Regions from separate parts of the Mus musculus genome. Here all the other regions are linked to region 2. A link is a contact called in public HiChIP or PLAC-seq and capture Hi-C data. All regions are on one chromosome and are shown on one strand. The core of a region is the stretch at or near the end of the contact, and the rest is flanking DNA. Distances in the headings are between cores, read along the strand shown.

Region 1 (4,510 bases), core at 1,586-4,085, 340 kb before region 2:
AGTCACACACTTCACCCACAGGCTGGGATCTCTCAGCAAAGTGGCCTATCAGGGAAGGCAAGTCATAGTTCCTAGGATCCTCTGCCTGAAATAGGGGCCCTAGAATGGATACCTGATTTCTGAGGAAGGACTCCTACCAAGTTCAATACTGGTTAGGGGACGGACTAGCTACACAGATAGAAAGGATTGTCTGAGGCTGTAAAGGTGACTTTTGTGTCACACTCAGAGTGTTGAACAGGAAACCTTAGTGGCAGGGTACAAGCTAGGATAAGACACTCAACAAGGCACTGACATTGACAAAGAAGGGGACTATCAGCATGACGATGGCCAGCTTCAGGTCGGGGTTTTCAATTGGATTCAATAGGGCCACCTGCAGAGAGAAACAGACACAGTGAGGAGACCACAGGGGCAGCACACAGGAGACTCAGACACTTCCCAAGAGCCACTGGAACAGCCCCTCACACCCATGGCTGCACAGACCCTAGATCTGACTGTTGGTAAGGACGGGTCAGAGCTGCTCTGGGCCACTGGCTCTGGGGCAGCTTCCCCTGTGGACCCGAGGGCCATGGGCTTACCCAGGTATTAGCATGTAGGAGAGTAAAGACCTCAGAAACTGCTTGTGGCTTCAGCTGAACTAGCAGACACGAGTGTGAAGGACATTTACCAGTGAGACACATTCACAGTTACCAAGTCTGCAGACTGAGCAGACCAAGCAACACAGCAGAGGGGGCTGGATCTCCATTAGGCTTACACATCCCCAGGTTTCATCTAGAGAAGATGTGTGTTTACACCAAGTGCACGAACACCAAGGACAAGAATGACAAACTAACGCTCTTATAATCAGCTGCTACGTCGGACCAGACCCAGGACTCACGCATGGAGCTAAAACAGAAACCAGCAGGCCGGGCGGATGCCAGGGCTGGGGATGACGGGGCTGTCGTTTAACTCGGCTTAGCACAGAGCGCAGGAGCAGGGATGGAGGCAAACCTTTTTCCACTGGAGTATGAGGAGGACGATGAAGACCACGGACTTTTCAAAGATCATGATCACGATGTAGAGGGCGCACTGTCCTACCCAGGCCCCGCACTGCAGAGGGTCTCCTGCAGGGACAGGCAGGTGCTTAGCCACACACACCAGGATCTGAGTAGTACAACACCACCACCCAAGCCCTTTGCAGCTCATTACGAGCCCTCATGCCCCTAGCTGGATCCCAGAACCCTGGCTCTAAGGTACTTTATGAGTCTCTAAAGCTCTACAAATCACCTCATTTCTAAAAGAGGCAGCCCTCTGAATAAAGCCAGAATTCCTAATTTGGACATACCAGAATGTTTTTCTTAGGAAAAAAAAAATTCTAGGATAGAGTTAAGGGGAACTAAACTTAGCGCTCACTGCTGGCTCTGTCCACTGGCAGCAGCAGCTGGGTTAAGCAAGAGTGCTATTTTATCTGCAGTTGATTTTTCCAGCGACTGCTGCTAACCCCCTTTTCTCCGACGCTGTGCCTATAACTGCAGTAATCAACTTCTTTGTCCATTTCCTCCTTCCGGCCGCCCCATCCCCCAATCTCCCTGCGGTTCTTAGCCCTGGGTACATCAGACTGATCCAGAGAGCCTCAGAGTCCACAAACTCACGCAAAAGAACCACAAGTTAATGGTTCCCAGGGCTTTTTCATAGAATTAACCAAACACAAATTTGGGAGCAACCTAATTCATTTTGGGGGGCCATGTAACACCTTGGCTAGGAGAAAGAGATCGAAGCCTTTAAGACAGGATGTGGCAGATACGGCCTGAGGCCAGCGGCTACAGCACAGGCTGTCAGTGGGTATGGTTAAGAAGTGCTCAGGAGGGCTCCAACAGTCCAAAATGGGGACCACCTGGACCCTGCAGTGCCTCTAGGGTACGTCAGAAACAGACTCATTGAAGGGTGGGACCAGCCTCTCTAGAGAATGATCGAATGACACGCAGAATCTTAGGCCAGGCCTCCACAGAGTGGGAGAGGGTGGCAGGGCCTTGTCCTGAAAGCTCAGCCAGGGTGACCTGCACTCCACGGACCAGAACAGCAACAAAGTGACATTTCAGGAAGGCCGTGAGAAGAGGACCTGGTCCGGAGAGACATCTCCAGGCACCCATGCTGTAGGCGGCATCCCTGTCTGGGGCCGCAGGCCGAACACAGTGGAGGCAGGTGAATGCCTTTCCACAGCTGTAATGGACCACCAGCAGAACACGCCCCTTCCTCTTCTGGACAATGGCAGGAGAAGGGCGGCAAGCATGCAGCAGCACACTGAGTGCCTAACCTAAGGCCTGACCCTTTGCTCCACCTCCAGGGCAGGGCATGTAAGCCTCAGCGGAGCACCTGGAAGTCACTCTTCCTGGCAAGGCCTAGCAGGAGTTTCCCAATGCTTTTGGTAAACCACCTGATCTTACTGAGAACAGGAGAGGAAACTGCTTGCTCAACTCCCAGGCAAGAACAGTGATCCCCATCTAGGAAGTACCACTGGGAAGTGTCTGAGAAGGACTGGGGTATCTGGGAAAGAGCAGACAAAGGACACCATTTGTTCACTGTTGTGAGGACATTCACTTGCTCAGTGTGCACTCACTCCATTGCCTAGAACGGAGGCTGTGAGTAACGGAGAAGACAGACATCAGTTTCCTCTTCTTTCTCAGTTTGTACAGTGCAGCTTCCACGGCCTGTTGTTGTTTTATACTAAAATAAAAATGTTGAAAACCACCCACGAGAGATAAAAGTGCCCGTGTCTAGCTGATATACCCTCGCTTTCGGTGTACCAGGCCACAGGTCACTGGAGGCGGACTGAGTGGACATGTGACAGTTTGTTTGATTATTTCTGTTCCCTTGACAGTCTTTCAAATGCTCCCTGAAGTTCTGTCTAGAGGACAAATACGGTCAGTAAGCATGCCAGTGTGCCCTGTTTTCTACTGTATGTAGTGGGCAACCTCAGGGACATGGTTTGTTCCGGTAAATTATTCTCGCAGGCTGTTATGGGAATAGGGGCCAAAAGGAAGGAACACGTGTGTGCTGAGAAGCCTCTGGAAGGGAGCACGTGGATGAGCCGGCAGGAAAGCCTATGATATACTGTGCCACTGAACACTATCCTGTCTTCAGGGCAAGAGAAACTTGGTCATCAGACTACAGATCTCACCTGTGACTCAAAAACCGTTCACCCCTCAAACCAAACAACAGTGCTTATGTTTCAAGTCCCATGACTTCTCCTAGGAACCCAACATGCTATCTTGAGAGCAACCCCTTCTTCTTTATTTCCCTGAGAGCTGTGAGGCCTACATGGAGTTCCTAGTGTAGAAGGCAGAATAATGGTCCTGCAAAGATGTCCACATCCCAATCTCTGGAACCCATGCTATGTACTGTGACCCAGGCAAGGGGAATTCTGGCTGTTAATGGAATTAGGGTTTCTATTCAGACTTTAAATGGAGCATCTGGAGTGTCCAGACGCACTCAGGGTAAGCACAGGGCCACTTCAAGGTGGAAGGTCAGAATGTTATACCTTGAGAACTTGGCTGCTGGCTTTGAAGGCAGAGGGAGAGAATCATAAGCCAGGGACCCAGACAGAACTAGAGGCTGGACAAGGCAACCGAACAACATCTGCATCACTTCTAGAATGACGCAGCCCTAATGCTGCCTTCGTGTTTACCCAATAGAACTGCGTTGGACTTTTGAAGGGACCACAGATAAATCCATTTGGGTTGTCTTAAGTCACTAAGCTTGTGTTGATTTCTTACAGCAGTGCAGAACAACAACCAACAACTACGATGCCGCAGGCAGCAGGGAGACAGTCCAGGGAATGAGGACTTGGGGTGGCCCTTGACAAAGGGATGTTTTCTCTGGAGACACTTGAGGACTCTGGTTCCCAACACCAGTGACTAGTTTAAGGGGTTGGGCCAAGAGGACAGGGCTCACACAAAGCTACTGCCTTTTTCCCTTCTTTCCATCCTTGGGGAGGAGGCAGATAAAACTTGCTTGAGAACTGGTGGTGTAGGGGACCAGACCGGACCCCTGTTCTCAGTCAACCGATACAGTGTCAGCTACTGTGTATCTGACAGCTCTGCCTTCCACACAGGGATCTCTATAGCTGAGGTGCAGGTAAGCAGTGCTGGTGGAGGTCCTGGAAGTTTTTAGGACCCCTGATGCAGAGGACACAGAGCTCACAAACATGTCCTGACCAGGTACGTCACTTAACTCCTAGTTGCCTGTTTTATAAATGAGAATGATGTCAGACTGGTCCACATGTGCTGTGGCCATTTCTGTCCCGCAAGCTGAGAACTCTATGGGTTTGGACATCTTAGAAGCCTCCTTCCCTTGAGTCCTGAGGCACATGCTATGTTGGGCCCTATCTTAAGTCACTGACTCACTGGCATCAAGTAACAGGCTAAGAAAAGCCCTCCCCTGAACTCATACTCCCTCACTGAAGACAAACAATTACTTAAGATTTCTAGAAATACCCAAGGCACTCCCCAGCCAGCTCCAGCAATCATGTGCCCTT
Region 2 (4,761 bases), core at 895-3,394:
CATGACCTTCAGAAGAGCAGTCAGTGCTCTTAACTGCTGAGCCATCTCACCAGCCCCATCGCTGCTTTCAACAGAGTATGCACAGAGGGAAATCTCAGGGAGGCTTTGACATTTCTTGCTTTTTCTATTTTATGGTGCTAGGACTAGGGCTTTTGAGAATCTAGGCGAGAGCTTTACCACTATGCTATAATCGTATTCCTTATAGCTTAGAAAGTGTTACTGGACCCAGACAGCTGCAGCAGGAGGTAAAGGAGTTTGCTCTCAAGCCTGCCCACCAATGTTCCATCTCCAGGACTACAAGGTCAAGTGTTGGAATGACTCTTTACACGTGTGTTGTGGCCTGGACACACATGCATAAATAAATGTAATTTTAAAACTCACATGTGGGGAGCTGGTGAGATGGCTCAGTGGGTAAGAGCATCCAACTGCTCTTCTGAAGGTCTGGAGTTCAAATCCCAGCAACCACTTGGTGGCTCACAACCATCTGTAACAAGATCTGACGCCCTCTTCTGGAGTGTCTGAAGATAGCTACAGTGTACTTAAATAAATCTTAAAAAAAAAAACCTCACATGTGTTTACAATTGTGTGTGCATGCATATGTGTGTATGTGCATGTTAATAGTCATATGTGCCTGTATGCGTGTGTGTGTGTGCATGTTTGTTCATGTTTATGTGTGTGCATGTGTGACTGTGGTCAGTTGAAAGAGCTAAGTTAGCTAGTCTGTAGTTCCCAGTTATGCAATGAAACACTAACTCAGGTGTGGCCGTGCTGGTATTTTGTAGATGTGGTTATACCCCGGACGCTCCGGTGACTCACAAGAGAGGATAGATAGGAAAAAGTTTCTCTGTGAAGAAGAGCTTCAGTGCTGAGAGTCCCGCAGTCTGACGTGGTTCCAACTTGCTGGCCTCCAGGTGGATGGGCCCACTCTCTGAATAAATCTCGCAGTGCCCATTTACTGTAGGGCCTATATTTGGGACAGGGTCTTTTTTTTGTGGGGGGTGGGTGGGGTGTTTGAGACAGGGTTTCTCTGTGTATCCCTGGCTGTCCTGGAACTCACTCTGTAGACCAGGCTGGCTCAGAAATCCGCCTGCTTCTGCCTTCCCAGTGCTGGGATTAAAGGCGTGCGCCACCATGCCCAGTGGGACAGGGTCTTGTTACAGATCCTAGGCTATCCTTGAACGCTTAATCCTCCTGCCTCAGCCTCCTAAATGCTGGGATTAGAAACCTGTGTTCCACTGGGCAGTGGTGGCGCATGCCTTTAGTCCCAGCACTTGGGAGGCAGAGGCAGGCGGATTTCTGAGTTCAAGGCCTGCCTGGTCTACAGAGTGAGTTCCGGGACAGCCAGGGATACACAGAGAAACCCTGTCTCAAAAAACAAACAAACAAAAAAACAACAACAACAAAAAAAAAAAAAGAAGAAGAAGAAAGAAAAAAACCTTCATTCCCAAGCTATCCCTTTTCTTTCTGCCCCTGGATTAATCCTGGTACAGAAAAAGAAAGATCAATCATCTGCCATCTGTTTCCCACTGGGTAAACTTTTTCAGGGCTTTCATGCTTTACTCACACACGCATGCGCACACATGTGTTGCTTGCAGCTAGCACCTTGTTTCAGTGAGAGAGGGCTGCTCCAGGCAGAACCTCACATGTCCAGACTGTGGCTGGCCCTCTGAGTCATCCCGTAAGCCCATCCCAGCACTGCTGTCCTTGAACATACAGCAAAGGTGCCAAGTCATCGTACCTTGTAATTTCCGAAGTCAAGTCTTGCCTGGCAAGTATGAAGATCTCTCTCTCCCTACCCTGCCCCTAAGAGCCCTGTGAGTAACTCCACTCATGCCCAGCCCAGCCGTGTATAGGATGGCCCCTGAGCAGAGCCCACAGAGGCTGCCCACCCTCCACCTGGGGAGTGCTGGCATTAAAGGTGTGTGCCACCACTTACCGGCTATTTTTTCCTTTTCTTTGGTGTAGAGATTTGTGTAGCCCAGGCTAGCCTTGAACTCTCTATATAACCTTGAACCCTGAACACTGGTTATTAACTTCTTGTTTGCACCTTCTCTCTTCTGGGACCACAAGTGTGTCACATGTGCCTTGTTTATGTAGTGCAGAGATTGACCACAGGGCTTCCTGTATGCTAAGTGAGCACTCAACCAATGGGCAGCCCCCAGCACCCTGATGGATAGCTCTGCAGCTATGATGTGGACACAGTTCTGTAACTTGTTCCAGGACTGGTCGTTTCATTCTTGGCTAGCTCAGTAGGCCCCGTTATCTCAACGACAGTATGCGTCTTCATCTCTAAATGACAAGAGGGAAAATGATCCTTTGAACCTATCCATTGACCTATCAGGCAGCACAGCTGCAGTCATTTAAAAATACAATTATTCCAGAGATCTAGAGGTCCTCTCCATGTCTCACAAACCCCCAAAGAGAAAAGGGTAGGCTCTTCTACCCCACCCGGTCTAGCTGGGTGAACTTGAAGTGAATACATCTTTATTCATGTCACTTCCCAGGAACTAACACAGGTCTGGCCCTCTCCATGGAGCATGATAGGTTAATATGCATGCATGGGTATCCAGTGTTATAAAGCACAGAATGGCTGTCATTCCAGTCTTTCAGGGGAAGAGAATGACAAGCGGCCTATGGGCATGTGGCCTTGGCTTCTCCCACTTGCTTGCCCACTGATCCTTTGCATTCTCCAAGGCAGAGCCTGGGAAAGCCCTGGCGATCAAAGGTGCCGAGTTTCCAGCCACCACAGCACAATGCCCATTATTAAAGACTCTAAAGTCCTCCAGGAGAATTAATTAATAATCTCAACGCCTTGGGCTGGAGCCAGTTTTTCACTGTGCTTCTGGGCACGAGCCCAGGTTAGTTTGGGTGATTAGAGCCTCGGAACCTGGTTTGGGGCTGGGGTGGGGTGGAGCTCATTGCTAACATTCCTTCCCTGAAAGAGACTTAAAGCAACATCTACTCCTCCTCGCAAGGTCCCAATGACAAACGGAGGTCAGATGAGCCTAGGTGAGGAGTTACTTACAGGGCTGTGGCGACTCTTCTCCCGGTGCACACAGAAGCTGCACTCAGGGCTATGGCGGGCGACTCTTCTCCCGGTGCACACAGAAGCTGCACTCAGGGCTATGCGGGCAACTCTTCTCCTAGTGCACACAGAAGCTGCACTCAGGGCTATGGCGGGCAACTCTTCTCCTGGTGCACACAGAAGCAGCATTCGGGAGGGATGAGGGCTTCCCTGTAGCTGTGTGCATGGAGCCCTGCCCTAGTTTCCCCAGACCTGTCCCCAAGCTCCATCTCCTCTCCCCAGGCTAAATGCAGCCTCGGCAGGTGCCAGAGAGCATCTGGATACTGTTTCCCTGGGCCAGGTGGGGCGAAGAAGAAACGTTAACAAGCCCAACCAGGATCAATTTTGCAAGGTGGGGATACAGTGAACCCCCAAGATGATGCTTGCTTGGCCCAGAAGACAGTTACCACAGGGGTTGACCGAAGTGTGTTGTGCCCTGGACAGGTAGATGCTGAGCAGTGAGCACTTTAGGGAGGGGAGGTGCTACACAGTGAAGACCCAGATGGCCTCTAGGAAAAATGTTTCGTAACTGCTCAGGCAATGGGAGAGCTAAAATAAAGCATGCTATCATTAAATAACTTTATTCCTAAGTTAAACAATTGTGTGTGCACAGAGCCATAGGTCATGTTCTCCATGAAGTCCAAGTCAGAATACCAAAGGGGAATTATCTTTCTATAGGGATGAAGGGCCAGCCATGGCGGTGCTTGTCCTTATTGTAGCACCTGGGAGACAGAGGTAGGCAGATCCTGTAGCTGTTTCTTTTTCTTTTTCTTTTCTTTTCTTTCTTTTTTTTTTTTTTTTTTTTTGGTTTTTTGAGACAGGGTTTCTCTGTGTAGCCCTGGCTGTCCTGGAACTCACTTTGTAGACCAGGCTAGCCTCGAACTCAGAAATCCGCCTGCCTCTGCCTCCCAAGTGCTGGGATTAAAGGCTTGCGCCACCTCGCCCGGCTCCTGTAGCTGTTTCTTGGCAGCTCATACACAACTCTCTGGAGCCCTTTTCAGATTGGTCAATTGATTATGGGCCATCTCCACCCCTTCCGGAGCAATCATCCCTCAGGGGTGGGGGAGTTGAAGGAGAAATGCGCACCCGGAAGACACATGAAAATGTTCCATAAAAACATTAAATAATGTTTTTCTTTAGTGGAATTGTGTTTTAAAAGTCTGAGCGTGGCACCGCTCCATTCAGCAAGCTCACAGGGGGTTAGAAACCGCTTAAGGACTCTGCATGCCACGTGAATTAAGAGTTGTGTTGTCTGAAACATTCCCCGGCTTGCTTCCTGCTTCTGTGTATGGTGTGGGGTGCATGAACATGTGTGTGTTCATATGTGTGGAGGCTCAGGACTGGAGTCTTCCCCAACAGCTCTTCTCTCCTTTGAATACAGAGCTCTCTGCCATGACTCCACCTTTGCCTTCCAAACACTCAGTTACAGGAGGGGCAGCCACATCGGCCTGGCAGCCCTGAGGATTCTGGTCCTCACACTTGTACAGATACTATGACCTCAGAGTCACCTCGCCAGCCCCAGTGGCTGCTTCTTTCTTCCATGCTCCCTGCCTTCATCTCCATCGACCTCCAGGACTGCCCCGCCTTGAGCTCCTCTAGCCCAGTGGTTCCTGACAGCCCCGAGACAGCCCAGATCCACATGGCCCTTACTCAAGTCAGACTTCCAGCAGCACCTACTCCATGAACCAAGACATAGT
Region 3 (4,713 bases), core at 271-2,770, 340 kb after region 2:
CTGTGTACCCCAGTTCTCAGTGCTGGAGTATGGCTAGCACCTGTCGATGGGGGACCTGAAAAATTCCAGCAGTCACCCTGACCTTTCCAAAGGATTCCCTATCAATAAGAGCAGCATACATATTCTTTTCACATGCATATGAAGTGTTCATCAAGAGAGTTGATATTCTGGGCCGTAAAATAAATCATAGTGAATTTAAGACTAAAATCATACAGAATCGAGTTTTCTGAATGAACCTGACAATGTTTCTGGATAAAAAATCTCTATAAAAGCATAGAAATGTCTATATATTAGCCACAGGCAGTTAGAAAACAAAACATTTAAATGTTACTATTTACAGTGTCACCAAAGCTATGAAATATTTAGGTATGGATAGCTTGCTGAAATGGGGAAGTCTTCACGGGAGCAATCAAAGAAGAGCTGAAGAAAGAGTATGACACCATGCTCATGGGTTGGAAGAATTAATGACCTTAGGTTTCTACTTCTTCCCAAATCAAGGTATAGATTGAATCCTAATCTAAATATTGTCAAGCTTTTGAAAAATTCACAAGACTTTTCTAGCATCTGTATGGAAATTAGAGAGACTCTAAGTTGGCCAAAGAAATCTTTAAGAACAAAGCTGGAGCCTGATCTTATGGCATGCTCTAGTGTTATTGGAGTTGAGATAATATTGATCTTAGGAGTTGACATAAAGATCAATGGAATCAAATAGGGCCATCTAGAAATAGACCCATGTGCATGCCACCAATTGATTTTAGAAAAAGATGCCATGATGATTCAATGGCATGAGGAAACTTTCCAGCAAACAGCGTGGAAACAACCATTTGTCAGTGTGAAAGACTAGCCTTACCTCAGACTGTATGTTACCTTCATCCAGATCATAGACTTATTTACAATTTAAAACTATAACATTTCATGGGGCAAATACTGTATACAGCCTGTAGGCAGGCAAAGCTTTCTAAGGCATAGGTGCTGTCAGTGAACTCCTTAAAATTCCCATACAAGTGGAGGAGGCTCAGAAGATGTTCAGTCAAGATGTAGTGAGTTCGAGGCCAGCTTGGGACATGTGTGATCCTATCTCAAAGAACAAAGAGGCAGAAAACAGCACCTATCAAAGAGACCATGAAAAGATTAAACTCTATCAAAACTTAAATCTTTTCTTCAAAAATTAGTGTGAAAAAAAATGAAAAAAGCATTTCCCATAGGGCAAAGAGTAAGGAAGGAAGGAAGTCAGTTAGTTCTTGGTCTAAAATATATATATATTTGGCATGCATACAGACAAAACTATTCAAGAATAGAATATACTAAAGGATGGGCAAAATAACTGAGTGGATCTTCATTTTTAAAAAAATGGCTGTCCAACAAAACCCTCAACATTGTTAGTAATTAAAGAAATGGTAATTAAAACCACAGTAACAGCACTGTGCCTACCGGGACTGCTGGTTGTAAAGAGAACAGATATATCAAATGGGAGCCACCATATGGGGAAATTGAAACTCTCATAAACCTCTTCTAAAACTGGAAGTGATAACACCCCTTAGAAAGATTCTTGAGGATTCTTCCAGTTTCTGTCTGCACCAGGAGCTGTTCCTGTGCCACAGCATTCTATACCCAAATACCATAGCAGGGAGAGAGCAAATCTCCCAGGAGTGCTGACAAGCCTGTGAGCACACATTAGACCACCGCTTCTGTTCAGATAGACCCACCAGGAGCCCTCAGGACACATGAACCAAGGAACTGCCGGGGACAGGATACTTCCAGTTTCTGTATGTGCCAAGAGCTGATCCTGTGACTCAGCGCTCCATACCCAAATACCACCGGGGGAAAGCTGGTCTCCCATGAGTGCCAAAACAACTGTGAGCACAGGTAAGACCACCACTTCTGCTCAAATTCCTGCCACAAGAGGGACCCACCCAGAGCCATCAGAACACAGGAACCAAGGAACAGCCAGGGACAGGATCCTTCTGATTTCTGTCTGCACTCCAGAGCTGACCCTGTGCCACAGCTCTCCGTACCCAAATACCTCCCTAAGACAACTGATCTCCCAGAAGTACTGACTCACAGGCTTGCAGGAGGGACAAGGCACAGTCAGAGACAGCAAGACCAGCTAACACCGCAGATAACCAGATGGCGAGAGGCAAGGGCAAGAACCTAAGCAACAGAAACTAAGGCTACTTTGAATCATCAGAAACCAGTTCTTCTACCACTGCAAGCCCTGGATACCCCAATACACCAGAAAAGCAAGACTCTGATTTAAAACCACATCTCATGATGATGATAGAGGACTGTAAGAAGGACATAAATAACTCCCTTAAAGAAATACAGGAGAATACAGGTAAACAGCTAGAAGCCCTTAAAGAGGAAACACAAAAATCCCTTAAAGAATTACAGGAAAACACAACCAAACAGGTGAAAGAATTGAACAAAACCACCCAGGATCTAAAAATGGAACTAGAAACAATAAAGAAATCATAAAGGGAGACAACCCTGGAAATAGAAAACCTAGAAAAGAGATCAGGAGTCATAGATGCAAGCATCTCCAACAGAATGCAAGAATTAGAAGAGAGAATCTCAGGTGCAGAAGATACCATAGAAAACATTGGCACAACAGTCAAAGAAAATACAAAATGCAAAAAGCTCTTAACCCAAAACATCCAGGAAATCCAGGACACAATGAGAAGACCAAACCTAAGGATAATAGGTATAGAAGAGAGTGAAGATTCCCAACTTAAAGGGACAGTAAATATCTTCAACAAAATTATAGAAGAAAAATTCCCTAACCTAAAGAAAGAGATGCCCATAAACATACAAGAAGCCTACAGAAATCCAAATAGATTGAACCAGAAAAGAAATTCCTTCTGTTGTATAATAGTCAAAACACCAAAGGCACAAAACAAAAGAAAGAATATTAAAAGCAGTAAGGGGAAAAGGTCAAGTAACAGAGGCAGACCTATCAGAATTAGACTTCTCACCAGAGACTATGAAAGTTAGAAGATCCTGGGGAGATGTTATACAGACTCTAAGAGAACACAAATGCCAGTCCAGGCTACTATACCCAGAAAAACTCTCAATTACTATAGATAGAGAAACCAAGACATTCCATGACAAAACCAAATTTACACAATATCTTTCCACAAATCTAGCCCTACAAAGGATAATAGATGGAAAATGCTAACACAAGAAGTGAAACTACAGCCTAGAAAAAGCAAGAAAGTAATCTTTCAACAAACCCAAAAGAAGATAGACACACAAACATAAAAATAACAGGAAGCAACAATTACTATTCCTTGAAATTTCTTAACATCAATGGACTCAATTCCCCAATAAAAAGACATAGACTAACAGACTGGGTATGTAAACAGGATCCATTATTTTGCTGCATACAGGAAAGGCAGTGTCAAAGACAGACACTACCTCAGAGTAAAGGGCTGGAAAACAATTTTCCAAGCAAATGGTCCCAAGAAACAAGCTGGAGTAGCCATTCTAATATCGAATAAAATCAACATTCAAACAAAAGTTATCAAAAAGGATAAAAAAGGACACTTCATACTCATCAAAGGAAAAAAAAATCTACCAAGAAGAACTCTCAATTCTGAACACCTATACTTCCAAATGTAAGGGAACCCACATTCATAAAAGAAACTTTACTCAAAGCACACATTGAACCTCACATGATAAAAGTGAGAAAATTCAACACCCCATTCTCATCAATGGACAGATAATAGAAACACAAACTAAACAGAGACACATTGAAAATAACAGAAATTATGGACCGAATGGATTTATCATATATCTATAGAACATTTCATCCTTAAAACAAAAGAATATACCTTCTTCTCAGCACCTCATGGTACCTTCTTCAAAATTGACCGTATAATTGGCCACAAAGTATGCCTCAACAGATACAAGAAGATTGAAATAATCCCATGCATCCTATCAGATCACCACAGACTAAGGATGGTCTTCAATAGGAACAAAAACAACAAAAAGCCCACACACACATGGAAGCTGAACAACACCACACTCAATGATAACTTGGTCAAGGAAGAAATAAAGAAATTAAAGACTTTTTAGAATTCAATGAAAATGAAGGCACAACATACCTAAACTTGTGGGACACAATGAAAGCAGTGCTAAGAGGGAAACTCATAGCTCTGAGTGCCTCCAAAAAGAAACTGGAGAGAGCATACACTAGCAGCTTATCAGCACACCTGAAAGCTCTAGAACAAAAAGAAGCAAATATACCCAAGAGGAGTAGAAGGTAGGAAATAATCAAACTCAGGGCTGAAATCAACCAAGTAGAAACAAAAAGAACTGTACAATGAATCAGCAAAACCAGGAGCTGGTTCTTTGAGAAAATAATCAAGATAGATAAACCTTTACCCAGACTAACCAGAGGTCACAGAGATAGCATCTAAATTAACAAAATAAGAAATGAAAGGGAGATACAACAACAGAAACTGAGGAAATTAAAAAAATTATCAGATCCTACTACAAAGGCCTATACTCAATAAAACTGGAAAATCAGGATGAAATGGACAACTTTCTAGACAGATACCAAACACCAAAGTTAAATCAGGATCAGATAAACCATCTAAACAGTCCCATAACCCCTAAAGAAATAGAAGCAGTCATTAAAAGTCTCCCAACCAAAAAAAAAAAAAAAAAGCCCAGGACTAGATGGGTTTAGTGCAAAATTCTATCAGACCTTCA

The links. HiChIP or PLAC-seq counts read pairs in DNA pulled down with a chosen protein or histone mark. Capture Hi-C pulls out chosen DNA fragments and counts their contacts.
Region 1: a capture Hi-C map of embryonic stem cells shows a contact between it and region 2, with 2.5 times the contacts expected there. The contact joins two enhancer-like sites. A contact is called at or near these places in 2 of 39 promoter capture datasets (both in embryonic stem cells), 1 of 15 datasets of contacts at CTCF or cohesin (the NIH/3T3 cell line), 3 of 484 Hi-C or Micro-C datasets (the BV-2 cell line and embryonic stem cells), 5 of 115 datasets of contacts at active chromatin or transcription factors (the SCID.adh cell line, embryonic stem cells, large pre-B cells and 1 more) and 4 of 9 other capture datasets (embryonic stem cells, liver, macrophages and 1 more).
Region 3: an H3K4me3 HiChIP or PLAC-seq map of bone marrow-derived macrophages shows a contact between it and region 2, with 4 times the contacts expected there. The contact joins two enhancer-like sites.

The regions. Positions count from the first base shown.
Region 1 is chr14:30,867,341-30,871,850 of GRCm38.p6, reverse strand. It overlaps Stimate (STIM activating enhancer), which reads right to left. Exons shown (of 8, transcript NM_028839.4): 5 at 988-1,100; 6 at 293-370. Among named protein-coding and RNA genes, the nearest start is that of Mustn1, 9.7 kb to the left of the region's middle. Within about 2 kb of position 2,835, at least 67 of the 459 cell types and tissues checked have an H3K27ac peak or open chromatin away from gene starts, as enhancers often do. A contact at or near this core is called in embryonic stem cells, where this site is marked.
Region 2 is chr14:30,528,989-30,533,749 of GRCm38.p6, reverse strand. No RefSeq gene overlaps it. Among named protein-coding and RNA genes, the nearest start is that of Tkt, 18 kb to the left of the region's middle. Within about 2 kb of position 2,144, at least 51 of the 459 cell types and tissues checked have an H3K27ac peak or open chromatin away from gene starts, as enhancers often do. A contact at or near this core is called in bone marrow-derived macrophages and embryonic stem cells, where this site is marked.
Region 3 is chr14:30,187,573-30,192,285 of GRCm38.p6, reverse strand. All of the region lies in intron 4 of Cacna1d (calcium channel, voltage-dependent, L type, alpha 1D subunit), which reads left to right. Among named protein-coding and RNA genes, the nearest start is that of Gm52107, 34 kb to the left of the region's middle. Within about 2 kb of position 1,520, at least 16 of the 459 cell types and tissues checked have an H3K27ac peak or open chromatin away from gene starts, as enhancers often do. A contact at or near this core is called in bone marrow-derived macrophages, where this site is marked.